Linked DNA regions of Mus musculus: region 1 is linked to region 2. Evidence: chromatin contacts called from public Hi-C data. All regions are on one chromosome and are shown on one strand. The core of a region is the stretch at or near the end of the contact, and the rest is flanking DNA. Distances in the headings are between cores, read along the strand shown. Region 1 overlaps Myo5c (myosin VC). Region 2 overlaps Myo5a (myosin VA).

The links. Hi-C and Micro-C count contacts between places; a contact is called where the count stands out from the background.
Region 1: a Hi-C map of cerebral cortex shows a contact between it and region 2, with 2.5 times the contacts expected there. The contact joins two enhancer-like sites. A contact is called at or near these places in 2 of 484 Hi-C or Micro-C datasets (cerebral cortex and embryonic stem cells) and 2 of 9 other capture datasets (adipose tissue and liver).

The regions. Positions count from the first base shown.
Region 1 is chr9:75,249,609-75,256,682 of GRCm38.p6, reverse strand. It overlaps Myo5c (myosin VC), which reads right to left. Exons shown (of 41, transcript NM_001081322.1): 5 at 6,794-6,950; 6 at 6,167-6,310; 7 at 5,161-5,242; 8 at 4,052-4,159; 9 at 746-852. Among named protein-coding and RNA genes, the nearest start is that of Gm33750, 16 kb to the right of the region's middle. Within about 2 kb of position 2,357, at least 128 of the 459 cell types and tissues checked have an H3K27ac peak or open chromatin away from gene starts, as enhancers often do. A contact at or near this core is called in cerebral cortex, where this site is marked.
Region 2 is chr9:75,158,539-75,166,267 of GRCm38.p6, reverse strand. Myo5a (myosin VA) reads right to left here. Exons shown (of 41, transcript NM_010864.2): 15 at 5,689-5,850; 16 at 4,739-4,836; 17 at 2,052-2,138; 18 at 1,864-1,972. Among named protein-coding and RNA genes, the nearest start is that of Myo5c, 70 kb to the left of the region's middle. Within about 2 kb of position 5,472, at least 60 of the 459 cell types and tissues checked have an H3K27ac peak or open chromatin away from gene starts, as enhancers often do. A contact at or near this core is called in cerebral cortex, where this site is marked.

The DNA.
Region 1 (7,074 bases), core at 1,108-3,607, 94 kb before region 2:
AGAGTCTTAGAATTCTTTCCTTTCTAAGATTCTGCTGCAATGGCAACCCTGGTGCAACAGTGCTCAGGGTGGCTGGGTGGGAACCATGTTCACTCTATGAGAGTTTGGCAGGAAAAGATCAGAGCTGCAATCACATTATACTCAGCTCTCCCAATATCCCAGTCATCTGAGGACCGGCAAAGTCTGCAAGGCCTGGACACGGGTGGAGGGAGGGGCAGTTTTGAGTTGGAGGAGGGCAAGAAGTAGACCCCAGCCCACCTGGTACCCTGGAGAGCAGGAGAGCTGTGGAGAGGAGTGAGACCCACTGCCTACCCTCAGCCTATGGTAGGTAAACTTCCTACTTTCTCCAGACCCCACCTCCTGTGAGGTCAGGACTTCCTGTTTGGTCTGATGATGTTTCACAGAGCTTACAGCTATCCCTGGCACATGATAGGCTCCATAGATGTTGTTGAATAAAAGAACATATAGCAGAGCCCCCAACACACACGTGTGTGCACATACGCGCGCGCACACGCACACACACACACACTCATGCACACACTCATGCACACACACACTCATGGCACACATGTACTGTGACAAGGGAATAAGACAACCCCTGGAAAGCTTTCTTCCTCGTTCCTGCTAAACCAGTCTGTCTAGCAGGTCCAAGCATGGCTGGTCTCAACCGTGGTGGCCAGTGAGCCATGAGCTGTGCCCCACTGACCTTCACACCCAGGAAGCGCAAAGCGAACATGAATCTTACACTGACTGAAGACCTCTCGTTGCCCACCGTGGTGACCTGCACATTGCCCAGGTGCAGGATGGCAGCTAGGATCTTAAAAACATCCATTTGAAAATCTTTCTTGAATCCTGGAAAGTAAACATTCCCCAAGTCAAGGCATTGCTAGACAGCACCTAGAGGCTTCTAAGACTCTCCAGTTGCAGTGCCAGGAGTTGGGGCAGGGGCGTGAAGCAGGCTTTTCTTGGGACAGGAGTGTGAAGTGAGCTTTTTTGGGATAGGGGTGTGAAGTGAGATTTCATGGAACAGGTGTGTGAAGGGAGCTTGTCACGGGACAAGAGTTTGGAGTGGGCTTTTTGTGGGACAGGGGTGTAAAACTGAGGTTTCATGGCACAGGGGTGTGAAGTGGACTTAGTTCTTCACAGTTCCTCTCCTAGATAAGAATACTGCTGGGCGGGGGGGGGGGGTTGGGGGGGGGTTACAGGGAGTATTTCCTTTTCCTTGGCTGCTGGAAAGCTCAACTAGTATCTGGGGCTGAGGGTGTTGCTCAGTTGGTAGAGTGCTTGCCTGGCATGCAGGGGACCCTGGGCTTGATTCCCAGTATCACACTGACCGGGCATAGTGGAGCATTTCTGTAACTGAGGCATTCAGGAGGTGGGGGCAGGAGAACTAGAAGTTCAAGATCATCCTATGCATCAAGTTTAAGGCCAAACTGGGCTACATAAGACCCCGTCTCAAAGGAAAAGAACAAAACCCAGAACAAAACAATAACAAAGAAAGAACTCCTGTTAAGCACCCATTTTAAGTGAGACTAGGCACTGGTGTATTTTATATACTTCATTTAAAAGATTTCCTTTTCTCTTTGCTCATAAGCTACTAGAATCCTTCTTAAGGTGAGATGACAAAAGGGTTTCATTTGTCTCCCCAGTCCCCACAGGCCAATCACTGTGGATCAAGGCAATGGGCTCTTGTGACCTTGGGTCTCTGCAGGGTCTGATTAAAGGAGAGCCTTGGAAGGAGAGAAAGGGAGGCAGGGTGGGAGAAAAAAGGGACAAGTGGGGGAAGATGACAACAAGAACCACGACAATGAAGACAGTGTGGTAACTATGGCAACGAAGATGCTGGTGACCAATAGGAAGAGCAGGAGAAGCAGGCGGCAGAGGGGAAAGAGGAGGGGGGCGGTGGGGATGAGCAGTAGGCAGAGCAGAGGATGCTCTGAGCATGTCCTCCCCAGCTCCTCTGTGCAGTGTGACCTCAGACAGGGATATCTGTTCCTGGACCAGCACTGAGTTTACCTCAATCTCCTTTCAGGCTCATAGAACAACAAGCAGGAAGAATTCAAGAACAGTTCTCCCACTAGTCCTGGGTCCCTGCTGTCCCTCTTGGCTTGTCTGACCTCCTTCACAATCTCTGTGTGGGTCTGGTCATAAATAAACTCTCCCCCCCCCCTCTCTCCCTAACCCTGTTTTGACTTTGTCACATAATACCGCTGGGATCTTGACTGATGCGTGTGGAACAGAGGGAACTGGCCCATTTCCTGGTGCCGAAAATAAACTAAGCCAGCAGCTAGGAGGGCTGCGCGTCCGGATGCCAGCTGCAAACTGGGCTGTGCTGATCAGGATGCAGCCATGCGTGTTTGCGGCACTCCTGTGAACATGGGGGAGATGCTGGGGCCTCCTCCCACCACTGTCCATCACATGTCCCTCTGGTCCATGCTGGGTGGAGAACAGAATGGAGGCTAGCACCGCCCTTGCTGTCCAGCAAGCCAGCAGGCCCCGAGTGCCAGAGAACAGTAGTTGCCACATAAGCTTTCCATGGAGGAAACCTGGGGTTCTGGGTCACCTGGGAGGCAGAATTCTAAGTCATCTCAATACTATTCAAATTTTCTCTGTCTCAACGATGAAAGATACCAGACCAAAAGTACATAGAGCAGTTCGTATGAAGCTGTTGAATCTGGGAGTTGAGTGACAGCTGAGCCTGGCAAGAAAGCAGGTGGCTGATGTGACAAATGGCAGATAAGTGACTGAGAAAGGCAAAGGAAACCACAGAACCAGGGGCACTCCACTAGCCTTCTGTGATCTTTAACCAAGTCTCTTGACCACCAGGCCTTTCAGAGTCAAAAAACGTGTAGCCTCACTGTTCTGGCTGGTTTTGTGTGTCAACTTGACACAGCTGGAGTTATCACAGAGAAAGGAGCTTCAGTTCGGGAAGTGCCTCCATGAGATCCAGCTGTGGGGCATTTTCTCAGTTGGTGATCAGCAGGGGAGGGCCCATTGTGGGCGGTGCTATCCCTGGCCTGGTAGTCCTGGGTTCTATAAGAGAGCAGGCTGAGCAAGCCAGGGGAAGCAAGCCAGTAAAGAACATCCCTCCATGGCCTCTGCATCAGCTCCTGCTTCCTGACCTGCTTGAGTTCCAGTCCTGACTTCCTTTGGTGATAAATAGCAATGTGGAAGTGTAAGCTGAATAAACCCTTTCCTCTCCAACTTGCTTCTTGGTCGTGATGTTTGTGCAGGAATAGAAACCCTGACTAAGACACTCACCCACACTGTATGTGAACAAATTTTAAACCTCAGCGAGTCACCGTCTGTCCTGAGACACTCTAATACCACGTTGGCTGGAATCAGAAACCAGGGACTGAGTGTGCCAGGTCCCATCCCTGGAGTCTGGGTATGGACTTGTTGGCAGAGACCAAGGGTCACAACAACTGCTAGTGACAGTGATCATTGCAAGACAGAAAGGGCTGCAGAACGGCAGAAACAGGCGACAATCTCTATCTGTGTCTAACATGGCAGTGCCCAGAAAATGGAGGAGAGAGCCACTCACAGGCTCGAGCAGGTCTGCACAGGCTTGGACAGAAGCTGTTTTGTTGGAAACAGCAGATTCCATCCCAGTCACTACCTGAGGCGTCTGACACCTCACACAGCCCAGTAGTGGCTCTCACCATTACTAGCCCTAGGAGATGTTTCTCTGTACACTACTGGGAACTGTGTCTATGACTCTGTGCTTATGTGCCGGGCTGGGTCTGGGTAGAGCCAAGTCAGCGCCTGGGGCCAATCACGATCTTTATTTTAAAACTGTGTTTGTTTTATGTGTATGTGTGTTGGTCTCTGTGTGTATGAACCCGTGAGTGCCTGGTGCCCTCAGAGTTCAGAAGACAAATCTCTTTTCTTGTTACTGGAGTTAGAGGTGGCTGTGAGCTGCCCACGCAGTGCTGGGAATCAAACTGGGTCTTCTGGAAGGGCAGCCGACGTGTTCATAACCACCCCTCCGTGCCACCAAATCATGCTCTTATGTTCTCAGAGTATGTACCATTACCTTGGTGTCTCTTACCCAGTAGTGTGAAGGTCTTCTGGGTCTCCACCATGTCAGCTCTGTCATTGACACCTTCAATGACAGTGTTACCTCCCATTCTTGTGTAGTTGAACTCTTCCGCACTCCCTGGAATCAAAAGGACAATTAATTAATTCCTTCCACAACTCAGAAATCGGACACACATGGTTATCAGAAATAAGAAAAAGCCAGGCAGGGTAGCTTTCCCCTGCATCCCAGTACTAAGTTCAAGGCTAGCCTGAGCTACATCATAAAATCCTTCCCAAGAGAGGGAGAGAGATGGGGGTGGAGAGAAGGAAGGAACAGGGAAGGAAGTTCACACTTAATGGGCTCTATTAAACACTTTACAAGGATATCATAGAAACTGAAGCTGAGAGTCAGCAAAACAAAGCCCTCATTCAGGGTTCCTCCTTTGACAGTGAAGCAGGGCCTTAAAAGCAGGGCTGACCCTAAAGCTCTGGTTTTAGTTCCTAACACTCCTGGGATTCTAGGCGTGTGCAGCACGCTTGGTACTTGCAGGGCTGGGGAATGAACTGGGGCTTCATGCATGCTAGCCAGGCACTGGACTGAGATAGCCCAGCCCATTCTCCCTCCCCCTCCCCCACCTCACTCTCTTTCTTTCAGACAGAGTTTCATTATGTAGTCCTAGGTAACCTATAAATAGCTAAGTAGACCAGGTTCGTCTTGAACTTGTGGTGACTTTCCTGCCTCTGTTTTCTGAGTTTTTGAGACCATCAATGTATGGTGCCACAGCCAGCCAAGTTGATTTTCTTAATGCATACATTTCAGGGTCTAAAGACCATCCTATGTTTTTAGACAACATAGTTTGGTTTTTTGTTTGTTCATTTGTTTTTTCAAGATAGGGTTTCCTCTGTGTAGCCTTGGCTGTCCTAGAACTCACTCTGTAGACCAGGCTGGCCTTGGGTCCAGAAATCTGCCTGCCTCTGCCTCCTAAGTGCTGGGACTAAAGGTGCACACCCAGCTGACAAAGTCAGTTGCTTTTTTGTTTTTGTTTTTTGCTTTTTAGTTATGCTATAATAAGGAAGAAATTAACTAAGAATTGAAACCCCTTCAGAAAAAGAGACTTTCATGTGCCTTCAACCACGTACCCAGTTTAAGGTGTTTAAATTCTGACTGCTGTGCGGATGCACAAAGCTGGTAGAAGATGTGGTAATTCCGTTCATTTTCTGACTGTAAAAAAAAAAAATCTCAAATTACCCAAACCCTTTACCAATGAAAATGCCAGGGTTCCAACTAGAGGCCCCTAGATACCAGTCTGGATGGTTGGTTCCTGAGATGGACACCTATGACACCTGTGGCCAGCTCACAGCTGGCTATCCTTGTCACTGAGCAAGAACTGGGCTCCAGAGATGACCTTCAAGTAGACAGCCCAGGAAAACATTATTACATGGAAATATTCTGTGCAAAGGCATGGAGTAATTTGTATAAGCAGAAAGTTCTGAGGTATCATTGGGCTGTTCAAGGTTTCCTGTTGCTCTGGCTAATGCGTTTTAAGAAGTGTCTCCATTTTATTCACAGAAAAGCCTTTCACCCTCCCACCTCCCACCTCCACCCCAGTACTAATCCCCTTTCTCACCAACAGGATAGTCAGGTTGGCGGCCCTGCCTGCTTCAGTGTTCATGTATGAGAAAGATACGGCAGATTTTTAAACTATAAGGGTTTTCTTTTCTCCCCAATCCAAAAACAGTAGCCTTTATTCTCAGTTCTCACGAGGCCACATCTATACATCAACTTTTGCTTTTGAAAGAAAGAACAGATAAAGACCCCAAAGAGGACAGGAAAGCCTGCCAGACTGGATCCTTCTGGCTGCAGATGCCGCAGGTGTCCCAGGAGTCTGAGTATTTGGAGCTAAGGACAAGGAGGTTTAAGGCTTTTTAAAAATTATTTTGTAAAAAGTTTTATTTACTTATGTATGTATGTGAGTACGCTGTTGTTCTCTTCAGGCACACTAGAAGAGGGCATCAGATCTCACCACAGATAGTTGTGAGCCACCACGAGGTGCTGGGAATTGAACTCATGACCTGTAGAGATGCAGGCAGTGCTTCTAACCGCTGAGCCATCTCTCCAGCCCCAGTTTAATACCTCCATTCTCACCTGAAAGACAACTCTGGACTTCTCCAGGAGGTAAGTTCTCATATTGGCGCCAATGATCTGGTTTCTCTCATCAAAGCTGATCTCTGTGTATTTCCCAAACCGACTGCTGTTGTCATTGCGGGTGGTCTTGGCATTTCCAACAGCCTAGAACACACAAGGTTCAGTGTTGACCAGTGACATCCTATGTCACTCAAGGATGCTGGGCAAGTTAGGGGAGAAGCTTGGAGCTGGAGAAGAGCAGCCTGGTTCTCCTGAGTCTGAAGGAGCATGGATTCTGGGCTTCACAGCCCTGGGGTCCATTTCTGCTATCTGTAGAATGCTGTAAAAGTTAGCTTACTTTTTCATGTCTTCTACTTGCAATATGGAAACGTATGTATCTTGCTGTCACGGACTGAATGTGCCTTCCCACATCCACGATTCTTTTAAAAGTATGTATGTATGTGAGTGACATCATGCACACACAGAACTTGTATCCCTGTTCTTGCCACCCTCATTCCTTGGGTCTTTAAGGGAAGAAGTCTCATCAACAACATAGCTACATGCCCAGAGCCACCACCTCCCTCCCTGCCCCCACCCCCCTGCACCTCCAGCCCTCAGCATCTCCTTCTTCAGTTGTACTGTGCCTACCTCAGTTATGGGATTGGATGCCAAGACTTTGTCCTCCACATGGGCATTGCTGCTCGATTTGCTGACGGTAGCGAAGTACCTCATGGCATAGCGTGCAGAGACAGTCTTCCCGGCTCCTGATTCTCCACTCACGATTATGGACTGATTTCTATTGTTCCTAAAAGCAACACATGAGAGATGCACTGAGATGTACTAAGAAAGCTTAACTTCTCTCCACTAAAAAGGCAACATATCAAGACCTGTTCCTGAAGAGGATGAGAGTAGGAGGTAGAGAGAGGTGG
Region 2 (7,729 bases), core at 4,223-6,722:
CATCGCCTGTATTCTAATCAAAAGAAGAGTGGAATTTACATATATTAATCACTACTGTGTCTGAAATTCTAAGCAAAAAATAGAGAAACTCAGTCTTTGCAGTAAGTACGCATCCCTTTAAACATGAAGCTAAAAATTAGAAACTATAACATATATTTGAAAAATCTAAAATAACTTAATAACATTTACATAGGAAGCCTAGCTATTCCTTTTCCACTGCGGCTCTCAGCTACTGCCTCTGCCTCCACTGGGCCCAGGCCTGGAGTGGTCTGGGTGAGGAGGCAGCTGCATGGTTGTCTTAGCATCTGCTTCATATTCCCATCTACACCAAGTTAGAAAGGAGTGGGGCTAAACTGAAAAAACAAACATAAAACTAAAACAAAAACCACATTAAATCTTAAAAATCATTACTAAAAAGGAATCCTTATTTCTCTCAAAGGAGAAAAACATTATCATAGAAGAATTACATTTAATTAATAGCTAGTAATTATAAGTACTTCATAGTGAGATACAAGAAAAATAGTTTTTAATCAACCATTTCATGAATCTCAAATTCATCAAGACTAGATTAGAGATTTTTCTATATGTACTGTGTAGACCCAGGGAACTGTTAGAAATGCAAATGATAATGGGATTTAGCTCAGTGGTACAATATTTGCCTAGCATATGCAAAACCCTGGGTCCTATCTACAGAATAATAATAAAAAAAAGTATAGGGAAGAAGGTTGTTAAATTATTGGGCCCATCCCAGGCCAACAAAATTTACTTTGTTGTGATAAGTATCTGTGGAATCCAAAAGAAGATGCTGGATCTCTTGGAACTTGAAAGGTGGTTATGATATGCCATGTGGGTGCTGGGAATCAAACCTAGGTCATCTAGCTCTAAAGATTTATTTCATTATGTGTATGGTCTACATGAGTATATGAGTATATGAGTATATGTAGTGCCCACATAAATCAGAAGAAGGCATTGGATCTCCTGGAGCTGGAATTGCAATTGCAAGCCATCCAGTGTGGATGCTGGGAATCGAACTCAAGTCCTCTGCAAGCAAGAACTCTAAAACATTTCTCCAGCCACATAAGCAAATTCTGTATTTTCTACTTCTTTATAGCTTAGGTCCACTTTTATTCAGACTTACCCATTCTTTAGTGCCTGATTCAAATCTCACACCTCATAAAATTATTCTTCCTTCTCATAATGGTTCTACTTCCTCTGCATTGTATTTGGGCATGCTTATTATTTTAAGATGTTCAGCTATATGTATGCATGTGTGTGTCTCTGCAAGGATATTGATGTGAAAGTATAAGTGGCAGAGAAGGCCAGATGTGTTGGCTCCCTTGGGAGCCAGAGTTACAAGTGGTTGTGGGTCACCATACATGGGTCCTGGAAAGTGAACTCAAGTCCTCTTGAGTCAAGTAGATGCTCTTCTACTGAGCCATTTCTCCAGTCCTTACCCAACATGCGATGTAGACATAATCTAAAGGCTCATCTTCAAAATGCATTGTCTTTAAAAATAAAAATAGACTTTCCTCCTTAATTATATCTGTTGTTTTCCATAACTAAGTACTAAAAACATTTTTGTTGATAATGATCAAACTATCTGAAGGACTGTACCTCAAGTTCAAGTCTAGCCTTTATAATAACTGTCCGGTGTTGGCTATCAGCATCCAATTCCTTCTATCACACTAAACACGGAGAATGACCTTATGTCATTCCTACTTAACTATCTGTCTACTTATGTTTCCCTACTTAACTATCTGTCAAATAATCCAGGTTATGCTGTTTAACACAGAAGTTTGCAGGGCCTTTCTGCTCAGAATGACAAGACCTTTCCAGAAACAGTTAAGTGAAAACCATTCTCACCAATATTAGTTTCTCTAATACATTCTTGCACGTTTGCTTTCTATCTCCCAGCACATCTTTTTGCTTCATTAGGACCCGGTACCGGCTGAAAAACTCTTGGTAAGTCCACCTAGAAAAGAATCCCATATGAGCTTATTATTCAAGAACTGCTTGCAGAAGGCTCAGTTCCATTGGAAGCCTGGGCTCACCGTGAGGGAAACCCTGCTGCGCTGATCCGGATGGTCTCCAGGACACCACATGCTCTTAGCTGCTGCACTGCCCTCTTCTCATCAAATCTGCATGAAGAAACAAAAACTGTTAGGTCACAAAAGACCCAGGCCATCAAGGGTTAAATTATTTTATCAAGAGCCAAGTAGATAAACTAGAAAACAAAGCATTCAAAAGCTGGAACAGTGATCAAAATGGAAAACTCCATAAAATAGCAGCAAAGAGATAATTAGCAGTAGAAATAAAGAGCTGGGGATAGCCCTTCCAGTTGACACACTACAGTCTTACCAGGAAGTCCACTGAACATCCTTAAAATAAAGAAGACAGGGTTGCCCAGCACTGTGCCCATCCTGTAATGAGTGTGTATTTATAGCTTAGCCTGACTGAAAATGCTCAGATACCATCAGCTGAGCACATGGTCCTCCCCTGGGATAAAGGTCATTGAACATGAAAGGACAAATTAAACACACCCCATTCAGTTATTTAAAAACAAAACAAAAAAACCTAACAACCTTGTTGCTCTATAAGCTACTTACTGTGTACATATGAAGCACTGTAGCATTCAAAGCAATGAAAAATATTTATTTTGTATTACATTTCACATTTATTTCATCATAAAGATGGTGGTTTGAGTGAGGATGACCCCCATCTGCTCATATATTTGAATGCTTGGTCCCCAGATAATGGAAATGCTTAGAAAGGATTAGGAGGATTGAAAATATGTCACTGGGGTTTCAAAAGCCCTTTCCATTCCCAGTTAGCTTTCTCTGTTTCTTTCTGCACTTTGCTTGTTCATCAGCATGTCAGCTCTCAGCACTGGTGCAGCATCATGCCAGCTTGTCTCATGCCATGGTCTTCACTATGATGGTCCTGGACTCTAATACTCTGTAACCATGAGCCCTAAATTAGTTTCTTTTATAAATTGCCTTGGTCATGGCATTTTTGTTATATCAAACAGAAAATGAACTAAGACACTTTTAAAAAAAAAGGCATGTTAATGTTAAATGACATCAAAGAAGTATCAGAAAGTTCTTCTAGCCAGGTGACTACTCCTGTTGGTAGTAAGCTCTGAGTACAATTAAGCTCTGCGTGTCTGTCCAAGCCCATTCCTATAACTGTCTTCTCAGGTCTCAGATTGCTGGTAGGAGACAGGGCTTGCTAATACAACTTCACAGTCAGATGGCAACTTCTTCCTGCTCCCACTTCCTCCAAGGGAAAGGATCTAAGTGATGATGAGGAATATGGCAGTCTTTCAGAACTAACCTGAAATATAAGGCAGAATCTGCACAGGAGGACCAGCAAGACCATAGTCACTCATACACTGTAGAGTAGAAGCTGCAGTCTTCAGTATAGATGGGTAGTCTATTTTTTGTCTACTTATTTGTTTATATTTTATTATGTATAAATGGATGTTTGCCTGCATGTATATCTACACAATGTCAGAGGCCAGAAGAAGGTATCAAGTGACGTGAAACTAGAGTGACAGATGACTGTGAGCTGTCATCAGGGTGTGGGGAAATAAACCAGGTACCATGAAAGAGAAGCCAGTGCTCTTAAGAGCTAAGCTATCTCTATAGCCTTATGCCTGGTCTTTTAAAAATATATTTAAAAATTCTTATTTGGCACATGGTATGTGTGGTTACTTATGGGATAAAATATGATATTTCATTTCATATGCATAATAATCAAATCATATGCTTGATCTTTGGACCCACAAATCCCTCTAGAATCATGTTATCTTAAGGATGTACAGAAATATTTGGCAAATATTTGTTAAAAATTGTTATTATGGGACATAGGAATGGTTTGAGAAAGGGCAGCTGGGAGGGACTGGAAGGAGGAAAGGGATGTAACTGTAATTTAATTGAAGCATATTTTAACTGCTGTAACAACCTAAATAATTTATCCATAGTGAATGATTTAAATAGATTGTGGACTATATATACCATAAGATACTCTGCAGCCATTCAATAAATAATGTAGGTCTTTAAATACTAATCTAGGATCTGTCCACAGTCAATGATGTTAAGAGCAGAAATGAAGTAGCAATTATAGCTTGTGACATTACCTTGTTACTGTCTGTCTGTCTGTCTCTCTCTTTCACTTTCACACACACACACACACACACACACACACACACACACACACACACACACACACACAGAGTAAATGCTAATAGTCTGGTACCTATGCCAATTCACACTGCTTAAATCCTAGCATTAGCTCCTGAAGACCATCCCAACAGCATATATGGAGTACTCTTAAACTTAGAGAAATATTTATATTTTGAAATCATCTCCAGGGATCCATTTTCACCTCTGACTTAGTATCTGAAGTAGAATGAGATTTTGGTAAACATTCTCTGGCTTCAACAGATAAAAAGAATCAGGTAAGCCTTGGCCAGAGAAGCCTTTAGTCCAAGAAGCTCTGCTTTTAACTGATGTCCAAATTAACAAAAGGCCAGAAAGATCTCCAACAGAGATGGAGTCAAAACAGAAAACCAGAACCAAAGACATGCCATTGGCCTCAAATTTTCAAATCCTTAGAAAGCCAACTGCTAATTTGTTTTCTTGTTGTCAAAAAACTAGAAATTTTTGGAAATAGATTCCCTCTACAAGACATGAAGATCTTCCCCAAAAGTCTTTCTCCTTATTTCACTTTGACTTACGTGAATGGAAACTTGAAATCATTAGGCTTAATACAGCGTACATAGTGAGGAGTAGTGGCATTAAGGGTTTCCATAAGCAGGTGAAGGGAGTTTCGAAACTGCATGAAAAGGGTTAAAAAAATTAGTTTTGTTAGAGATCAAAGACAATTTAAAATTCTCCTTTAACATATTGAAGATGACATAAATTTAAAGTTATCTTCACAGGGGAGTGGTTCATAAACAAGAATTCTAGGGGTGTCATTTACATTTGCCTAAACCCACACGTTTATCCTGCTGAGTATGTATGTACTCCTTTCTCTGTTGCTTCTTGTTGCAAGTTCCATTATATGTGACTTACAATTTTGTTGCTAGGGCCATTTAATTATTAAGGTATGAACCCTTACTACACAATACTAAAAAAAGCTGTAGATTTCTTAGTATTATATAAACAATGAGCAGAGAACAGGCTGAAGGGACCACCATTATGGACATGGGTCAAGACAGGAGGCTGTGGATCCACATCAGGCCCTGTTCCTATCTGGCACAAGGCCTCAAGGAATAATGCACTTTGCTGACTAGTGTACGGCTCCCTTCCAAAGCCACACCCATGTTCAGGCACCAAGCTTGTGTGGAATGTTTCCCATTCCCCACAGGGAAAAATACATCTAAGGAAGGAGAGGGTATTTTCTTGTACTGAGGAAGCTGACAGATGCTCTGTATAAATATAGAAATGAAACAAGAACAAAACAAAGACGCGATATGTATTAGAGGAACTGAGACACGGTGAAATTTATTTTGGGACGGGTTGGTGTATGGTTGAGTCTGGGGTGGGTAAAGTCTAAGTGTTTGTACAGCAGAAACTCTGGCCTGTCTTCACGTGAAGATCCTGTCCTCTAGGCTGAAGAGGGAAGGCCTGAGGCTTTGTGGAAGCTGAGGAGAAGAAGTCTGGCAGTGGCAGCCCCTGAGCTCACCTGATGTCCCACTGTCTTCTTGTGCTCTTTGGCAGTCTGGCCAGGTCGGCCCTTGGTGGGCTTTACAGGAACTCGAGTGAGAGGAGTGCGCCCTGAGGAGGTGGCAGAGGTGGGACTGATGGCCTTCTCATCATCTTGAAATAGCTCTGGTAGCATCTTAAACTGAGTCACAAACAGTACAAGAAAGTTATACTCTAGACCCAGGAGTTGAGGCAACATAGCTATACTCCCTTCGTTGAGGAGATAGAGATAGGAGGATCATGAATTCCAAGCCAGACTTAGCAATAGAGTGACTTCAAGACTTCCAATGGAGACGCTCACCCCAAAACCAAACCAAAACAACAAAAAACGTTATACTCTAAACACCAACTGGAAGGTAAGCCTTTGTAGAAGACACATTATAGATGCTTCTAGTAAGCAATTATTCCTGTATGGTGAAAAAATATTTGGGGTGGAACAAACTTAAAACGAGTATATATACTGACTTGAAAATCTATCTAATCCAAAAGAATGTGAATAAAGCATATAACTGATTTTGAACCATAATTATTTTATGAGAAAATATTAATTGAAAGACTGAGTTTATCACCTCAGTTCTACAATTGGTTTTATGCAGCAGAAGCAAAGGACCAGTCCAGGTCTCCAGGTATCTGCAGTAGTAAGCAACTCAGAAACACCCGAGAGTCTCAGCAGGAAGGCGTTATGAATAAGCTTTCAATGTTAGAAGGTAAAAGTTAATGATGAATTAATAATTCTAAGAAAATAATTTAGATTGTATAGAATAGGAGAAAACTCTGTGATTATATTATATGTATTTATATTTGATTTTGAAATTTAGAACATTAGTGCAATTACCATAATCATGTTTTTTAAGATGTGGTCTTCTTATGTTACCATAGGAACATAGATCTGTAGATCAGGATGATCTCAAACTCAGAGATCTGCCTGCCTCTCTCTCACAAGCAGTGAGATTAAAGGCATTAATCTTCACTAAGTGAATGGATACTAGTCAATATAGTGGGATGAACATTCCTGAAACAAAAGAGACCTAAACTAGTCTACAGCAACGTTTTGCTATATGGATTCATCTTTCTAACACTGTTATATTCCATATAAAAATTAGTCATTTGTGCACACTTGTAATTATTTACTAATCTCAGATTAGTAAATAATTTCCTATGAGACCACTTTTACTGAAAAACAAAGTCATATGGCTTCATATTCTATAAATGTATGGGCTGGAATACAGTTTAGTATCAGAGAGCTCTTTTGTCAAACATAAGGTCACGGATTAAATCCTCAGCACCACAAAAGAGAACAACTAAACAAACACCCACAAAACCCATCAGGGTAGTTAAGAAAGTTATCTATGATAAGCATAACATAATAAGGGCTTCCTGTTAAACAAGCAAATATATTTCTTGTTTTGGGGAATGTTTACATAATGTAATCTAGCATGATTAGCTATACAGAAGTAAAGAACTATCTTAACATTATCTTGTATGACAAAAATAGACCCACATTGCAGAGAAAAAAATTAGTTTGTAGTAGCTATCTATGAAAACTCAGCACGGAAATCAGAACTAGATGATTCGGTGATAGGCCATGTACTACAAAGTCTTAGCTATGATATCATTCCCAAATAAATTTCTGGCTACACATTAGCAGTTGCCAAAACCTCATTTTTAATCTCTTTTTGTGAAAAGTTCAGTAGAACTAGGCTACCATGCCATATTTATTAATAAGTGCTACAATTTAACTTGACATCTACACTATCTACCACACACACAAGGGTAGAATTACTTTTAATATAATTCTAAACTAAAATTCCCTAAATTACTTTTTATTTTTTAAAAGTGTATTGCCAGGCATGGTGTGACCACGCTTATAACCCCAGCACTTGGGAAGGCATAAAGATCATGCTTTTTACAACAACCTGAGCTATACAGCAAAATCCAGTTAAAAAATTTGGTGTGGTGGCACATGTGTCTGTAGTCTTAGGACTTAGGAGGTAAATGTAGGAGGTTCAGAGTTCAAAGCA